Regions from separate parts of the Zea mays genome. Here region 1 is linked to region 2. The links are chromatin contacts, called in public Hi-C maps. All regions are on one chromosome and are shown on one strand. The core of a region is the stretch at or near the end of the contact, and the rest is flanking DNA. Distances in the headings are between cores, read along the strand shown.

Region 1 (3,524 bases), core at 224-2,723, 260 kb before region 2:
ACACCGCCCGCCCGGCTGTGGACAATGGGAGGTAGCTCTGTCCGGCCAGGGCAAGGCTGTGGACAAGTGGAGGTGGATGCAACCGGTCAAAGAACACTAGGACAGGCAGCTATGGCTTGGCCATGAGTCATGACTGACTGTGTCTGCTATTGTTCTAGTGGCTATGAGGATTCTGTAGCAGGCCAGGCCATCCCTCTTGGGTGTTCGTGCTTCCATCGAGACGTGTGACTGTCATATAGGGGGAGCAGGTGTGCGCTAATGTCAAGGAGTGTAGGCTTGCGACAACGGTTCTGAGGGCAGATACGTTCTAGCCTCCAGGTTGGGTGTAAGTGGATTGAATACACACGGATCTGAATTAGAATATCATAATTTATCATATTTTAATCAAATACAAATACGGATCCAAATATCCTTGGATGCGAATATAAAATAGATAGTTAGAATCTATATTCGTATTAGGATATTTACTCAATTCAACTCAAACTATATATCTTACAATTTAATTGAGGTGGATTTAATTTAAGTACAAGTATAGGGATAGTCAAAGTGAACTTAAATCAAAGTAGATTCCCCATGATCCCCATAATGAAATCAACTAAAATTGTATGAATAATATTTTGAAACTACCAAATCAAAGTAATGACGTTTCAGAAGCCAAATCAAAGTACTCACATTTGTACATATACAAGTAAAATAAAATTGATATAAAATAGTAAATGTGGCATGATAAATAAATATGCCATTTCAAAATGAATGAATATCCTATATGAACGTGCGTACCAAAATTTAAATGAAAATAATGAATAAATTTATCTATATAGTCTAAAGTGAAGAGTTGTAGTTGAATATTTATGAAACTTAATTGAGATATGTTGTACTTGTTAGCACTTTGACAAAAAAACAGTTGCAAAATCTTCTAAAACTTTTGTGCCATATTTTTATCATAATGATATGTGTCCATGTTAAATTTTGGAGTTTTTTTAATCACATTTACATATTCTTTTAAAATTTCTATAAACATGTACGCAATAACTAATTTAATTGATATACAATTGTAAACATGCCAAAAAAATAAATTTGCTATTCCAAAATAAATAAATACCTATATGAATGTGTGTAACAACGTTTAAATGAAAATAATAAAGAAATTTATCTATATGGTGTAAATTGGAGAGTTATAATTGAATGTTTATAAAACTTAGTTGACACGTGTTCTATTTATGAACACTTTGACACAAACAGTTGCAAAAAAACTTCTAAAACTTGTGTATCATGCTTACACCGTAAATGCAAAAAACCATATGCCCTAGAGTGCAGCGGCGAGCTGGGCTGAGCCCTAGCAGACTTACGCCGTTGCGCTAGAGAGGTGGAGAAGAGGCTTCGGCCCAAGTGGAAAGACAGAGAAAGCGAGCTAGGTTTCTGTCCATCTAGGATATGCGGGTAGAGGGGTGGGAGGACGGAAGTTGGCCTGTGCCCTGTGGGGGCGAGAGAGAAACTAGGCCTGGCGTCGCGACCCGCGAGGGAGAGCTGATGGGCTGAGGGATCTTGAAGGAGCCTGACGGAAAATGGAGAGGGAGGAACGAAGTGAGGCCTATTCGGCTAGGAGGCAAGATGGGTTATATTTCTCTTCCCTTCAGGTATTCCAATGTAACTTTTGAGAGGAGATTTTAACCTAAAAACAATCAAATTTAATAGGCTAAACTCCCATAAAAAAATCAACTCAAGTTACTCTCACTCATGCACCGTGAATGCACAGTTTTTCTTGTGAACCTTTTTCGATGGAGGTGAGTAGGAGTTTAGATTTCAGGTTTTAAAGTTAAATGACAACATGTTTGAAAAAAGTTACAGGGTTAAATTTCAGCAGAGCTTGAATTCATTTTTTTTGAAAGCATTTGATTTCTTTCAAATCATCCTTGTCATGGTGTTGACTTGGTCAAAATTGTACAAAGAAATTGTAGTTGTAATTGAAGTTGTGATTTTAAAAATGGGTTGAGAAGGAAAACCATTTGATTTAGATTTGATCTACCGACCACATATATTTTTTGAAAAAATCTTATTTTTTTAGCTATACAAACACTTCGATTGTTATTGGTTTGTTTGGATACGGATTTTCTCCTTGGAATTTACTTGGATTATTCATATTGATTTACATGCTAAATTAAACCACTATTGCCACCTCTTCCTACAGTGCTCCTTATCCATGGTGGCGGTTTCTTGGCCCTTAATAATTTTAATTAAATATGAATAAAAATATAACCCGATTCTAAAAAGATCCCATATTTAAATTTAGAGCACATTACTCACTTCTATATATATAAAAAGGATCTGTGAAGTAGTAGTACAGTAATAAAGTGGTGGATGCATAATTTAAAAACAAACTTGTTCTCATGCTAAAACAATTACTCCAACGCGCGTGTCTACGCGAATGCATTAGTGTAAAATATGAACCTTCGTTTTTTTTTTCTTGTTTGGACTCCCCAAGGGACACGTAGATATGCAGGTCGTCTTACACGAGTCAAGTACGACTTCTATCGTTTTTTTCCCTTTGGGTTCCTGTAGGGACACGTAGACGCAGATGCGCGCATGTCTTCCGATTCCGCATGGTAACGATCGTGACTAATGCACCTGGGGATTCCTGTTTGTTGCTGACGTCAACTTTGCTTTCTTTATTAAACATGTAATACTGGAGAGGAGGTAGGAGTAGTAGAGAAGCCCAATTAGAACAACTCTAAGATACCAGCCAGATCGTTTTATAATAATAAATTTGGCTACTTTTAAAAGAAACACGTAGACTTTATAAATAACTCTTCAAATATCTTAGCTCTCTATTTTTACACATCCACTCTCTATTTAATAGTATGCTTCACTTGTGTTCTGAATTTATCTAGTCCGTTGCACTAGTCTATCAATATAGAGTAGCTAAATCAGTAAATATAATTATTTTTTGATTAATCTGTTGAATTTGCTCTTAAAATGATTACCTTTCATAGTTTTTTGTGAGGCGGCCGCTAATATAATCCTACCTCATGCGCAGAAGGTTTTGGTGTTCCCGACTTTTTTTTGTTTCCACAGGCGCACGTTGTATGTCACGCACACGAGCAGTTTTGAATTTCTTTCCCATCTCTGGCGGTTTCCTGTTCCAGACTTTTTTTTCAAACAAGGCGCACGTGGATATCACATACACGGGCGATTTCTGAGCTTTTTCTCGTGAGCTCGTGTTTCCGATTCGTTTCTAGTTTTCTTTTCCGGGTTTTTTTTTCGCGCGGCACCAGCGCACGTCATGCATGTTGACAACGAAATCTCGGGTATTAGAGATCAAAGATCAGAACAATTACCGTTGACTATCAGCCCAGTTTAAACAAATATGCTCTCTCAACGCAACGCGTGACACACTTATAGACTGAGGGCTAGTTTGGTTCGCTGGCTAACTTGCCACATTTTGCTTAACTTTTCTGCCTAAAATTAGTTTTTAATTTCGAACGACTAAACTTAGACAAAGTGTGACGCAGTTAACCACAAACCAA
Region 2 (3,416 bases), core at 799-3,298:
GTGCGGAGGGTGCGGCTGCACCGGCCCCCTAAAAATAGAGGGCCCTCGCCACTGGACGCTTGCACTTTTCCCTGTTAAATCTATCCTAGACATAAATATACAAAGAGCGATGCGCTATCGACCAATCTCGTTTAGATTATTAAACTAATGTCTCAATTACTTATCAAATACTCCATATGTTTCAAAATAGTATTTGTTTTAACTCTTGATTTTTATGTTTATATTCAACTAGATGATGATGAATTCACTAAAGAAACAAAACAAATTCTATATTGATATAGAGTATTATTTATTATACACATGATGGTTGTATGGCGGAGGGAAGCTTTTAAAATTGAAATATTTTTATGAACTATTTAAGTTCAACAATAACTCAAGGGAGGTTAAATGGCTTGGCGATTCTATATATGTATCGAAAAGAAGTTGTTGAATGAGATTGATCTCAATGATATAAGCGATGACTTTGTATCACAAAATGTTAGAAGATATTTTTAATGATATCAGATAACAAGTAAATGTTTTTGGCTATATTTTACATTTGTCATCTTATAAACTTCAAAATAGTGCATAATAATTTTTATACGTCAAATATTCAATAATATATGTATAATTATATATATGTTTGTGTGTATGTGGTCTCTATATCGGATTTTGCCCTGGGAGCCCTAAAAAGTCAGGAACGACCATACTTGTTGATCTGGTCTACAATGTTCTAGGAGGTTGATTGACTTCATGGCCAGTTCGTCAATCATACTAGAGCAAACTCCATTGTAACTCACGATGTGATCCTTCATGAGTTTAGATCAAATGTGATAGATAGACATGATCGTTTTCGCCACTTGTGATGTATCCCTAGCTTATGTATCAGTGTCTTTTGGAATCTATTTATTAGTGGCCTTAGGAATTGATTTGATGTTTAAATGGAGCCATTATCTAACATGTTAATTAGAGCTTTTCGGTAGCTATACATGGCATGGTAAACAAAAATAATGTTTTAATTTCTTGTTACTTCTATATATTTTTTTTAATGCTACCCAAAAGTTGCAATACTCGGTTGCCTTAAAAACTACACTCGTTTTTTTTCTTGGTTCAGTAGCTAGCTACTATAGATGCTTGCTTGAAAAAAATATATTGTGTAAGCCTTCCAAAAATAAACCCATACCACCGAATCGTACAGGATAAGAGCATGTCAGACCTTTGGTTCAGGTCTCATGTTCATTTTGCACAACGTGAAAAGAAAAATACCGTTATATCTACGGGACTTGAGAGGAAAATGAAAAATGAACTTTCATGAAAGTAGACCGAAGATTTTTATATATAGTTAAAAATAACTATTGCAATGTTCGGCAAAGGCCAACGAGAACAAGAGAGTTGTTCTTGATTATTATATATTGTAGTTTTTCACAGTGTAGCTAGGATGGGCGATGCATACGCCTGCTCTATCAAATTTGCGATCCGGCGGTGCCAGCAATCATGTGTAAAACTCTGGAGACCAATGAACTACTCCAGCAGAATACGGCAGCACCCAGGGGTACTGGTTGAACAGAAGGATTGCATCTTCTGTTCGATCCAGATTGATAAAAAAGCGGCATGTCTTCCATCAGCTTTTGTGTCCATTAATTTGTATAGTTGCCTTCCTAGCTTTATTGGCCTTGGCTTTCTCTCACTAGCTCTACGTACACAAGCGGTAGGCTTTTTACATATATAGGTCAAGATCTTGACCTATATATGTTAATGCTATCTTCCGGTTATTGCAAAACGTACGTGAATTATTTCTCGTTGTTATTCTCAGTTCTCGGGCGATGTTGCCAGAGGCCAATGAACTACTGCATTAAAATGCATATGCATATGCTCCCTGATGAGTAAGAACAACTTAGGCCGATCGTAGAGTGTTGTACAGTACGTATCAATAATTCAATAGAATCATCACCAGCAGGGCCCACCGGGCGTGAATCGCGATACAAGAGCGAGAATGCATGCATGGCATGCGTGGACCACGACCACCTCGTGCCGTGCTTGGCCACGGACTCACAGTGCATGCATGCATATGCAAGGACGTTTTAGTCGTTTACTCCCAGTTTCCCACGTACCGACATGCATACGTACCCCAGTCCCCACACAAGGACGACCCGTGATAGATGTAAACTGTAAAGTATGTACACTGGCAGGCATGCATGCATGTGCCGAACGTGCAGTGCAGCGGGCGCAGGGGATGCGTGTCTGCAATCCATTTCACGGGCGGTGGTCACCTACTCACCTCACCGGCTCACCGTCGTCGTCGACTCGTCGTACGTCCTCCAGCTCCAGGCCAGCACAAGGCCGGGATCGGAGCTGACAGCTGCCAAACTGGCAAAGCGATGTTGCGCGGGGCCCTCTATGTGACGAACGTGTAACGCGTGTAGAACGTCCCCTCTACTAAATCCATTCTTCCTTCCCATCCACATCTGCAGTCTTATCTAATCTAAATCTACCTAAATTTAGATATCAAAGTAATTCAGTTTTATACAAACGAATGGCAAACCTCTTTCTTAAACCTTCTTCTCTTACACATATAGAAATTTTTAAGACAAAAATCGTATGCATTATACACATCACTCAACCTTGGACCACGACACGCACAAGCTAGCCTAAGGATATGGATATGGATGTCTCGGAATCCGAATTGTTCGTATTCATATTTGCTAAAAAATGCTAATATAGATATTTTTATTCGTATTCGATTTTAATATGAATGTCAAATGGATATATCCTAATTTGATTTCTAGTATTTTCTCTATGTTGTTCCAGATTCGTATTCGACAAAACTGTGAAATATCTAATATTATATGTGTCGTCATGTGACAGTCACGGACGCTAGTACACAGAACCTCTATAACGACGATACTAGAGCTATTTGCACTTATGTTTTTCAGTGCCGCAAGTGCTAAAAGCCAATAGGAATCGACATTTCCACTAGCGGATATTTTGGAACCACCAATGAAAAGGCTATTTCCACTGGTGGTTTCTTCAATAGGCCCCGCCCGTTATTTTCACTGGCGCGTGGTAACTAAAACCGCCAGTGAAAATTCATGCGTACCGTCAGCTTAGATCTCTTTTCTACTAGTGGGATGTAGGAAGTGTACCTCCGTTTAGATTCGACATGGGCCATGGTTTATCGCCGTAACACTACACGATCGATTGGGCCAAACCTGGTTAACCGGAGAGTGAGCACATGAAAGGAAAATATCCATTTCTACCTGTTTTTATGATTAAGTGTCCAACACACCAACATGGGCCAACTTGTTTGCTATGCTTATGAGCACACGTCTACTTGAATGCAATTTGAAGGTACTATGTCCAAAAGAGCTAAAATGACACTACAGGAAAAGCATAAATTTTCGTAGGCCGGGCTATTTTCGTCGGCCGGCCCACGAAAA

Evidence for each region. Hi-C and Micro-C count contacts between places; a contact is called where the count stands out from the background.
Region 1: a contact with region 2 is called in a Hi-C map of ear, with 2.3 times the contacts expected there. The contact joins two enhancer-like sites. A contact is called at or near these places in 3 of 25 Hi-C or Micro-C datasets (ear, tassel and an unstated tissue).

The regions. Positions count from the first base shown.
Region 1 is chr10:60,830,325-60,833,848 of Zm-B73-REFERENCE-NAM-5.0, reverse strand. No RefSeq gene overlaps it. Among protein-coding and RNA genes, the nearest start is that of LOC100240697, 64 kb to the left of the region's middle. Within about 2 kb of position 1,473, at least 17 of the 20 cell types and tissues checked have an H3K27ac peak or open chromatin away from gene starts, as enhancers often do. A contact at or near this core is called in ear and tassel, where this site is marked.
Region 2 is chr10:60,567,558-60,570,973 of Zm-B73-REFERENCE-NAM-5.0, reverse strand. No RefSeq gene overlaps it. Among protein-coding and RNA genes, the nearest start is that of LOC541657, 39 kb to the right of the region's middle. Within about 2 kb of position 2,048, at least 20 of the 20 cell types and tissues checked have an H3K27ac peak or open chromatin away from gene starts, as enhancers often do. A contact at or near this core is called in ear and tassel, where this site is marked.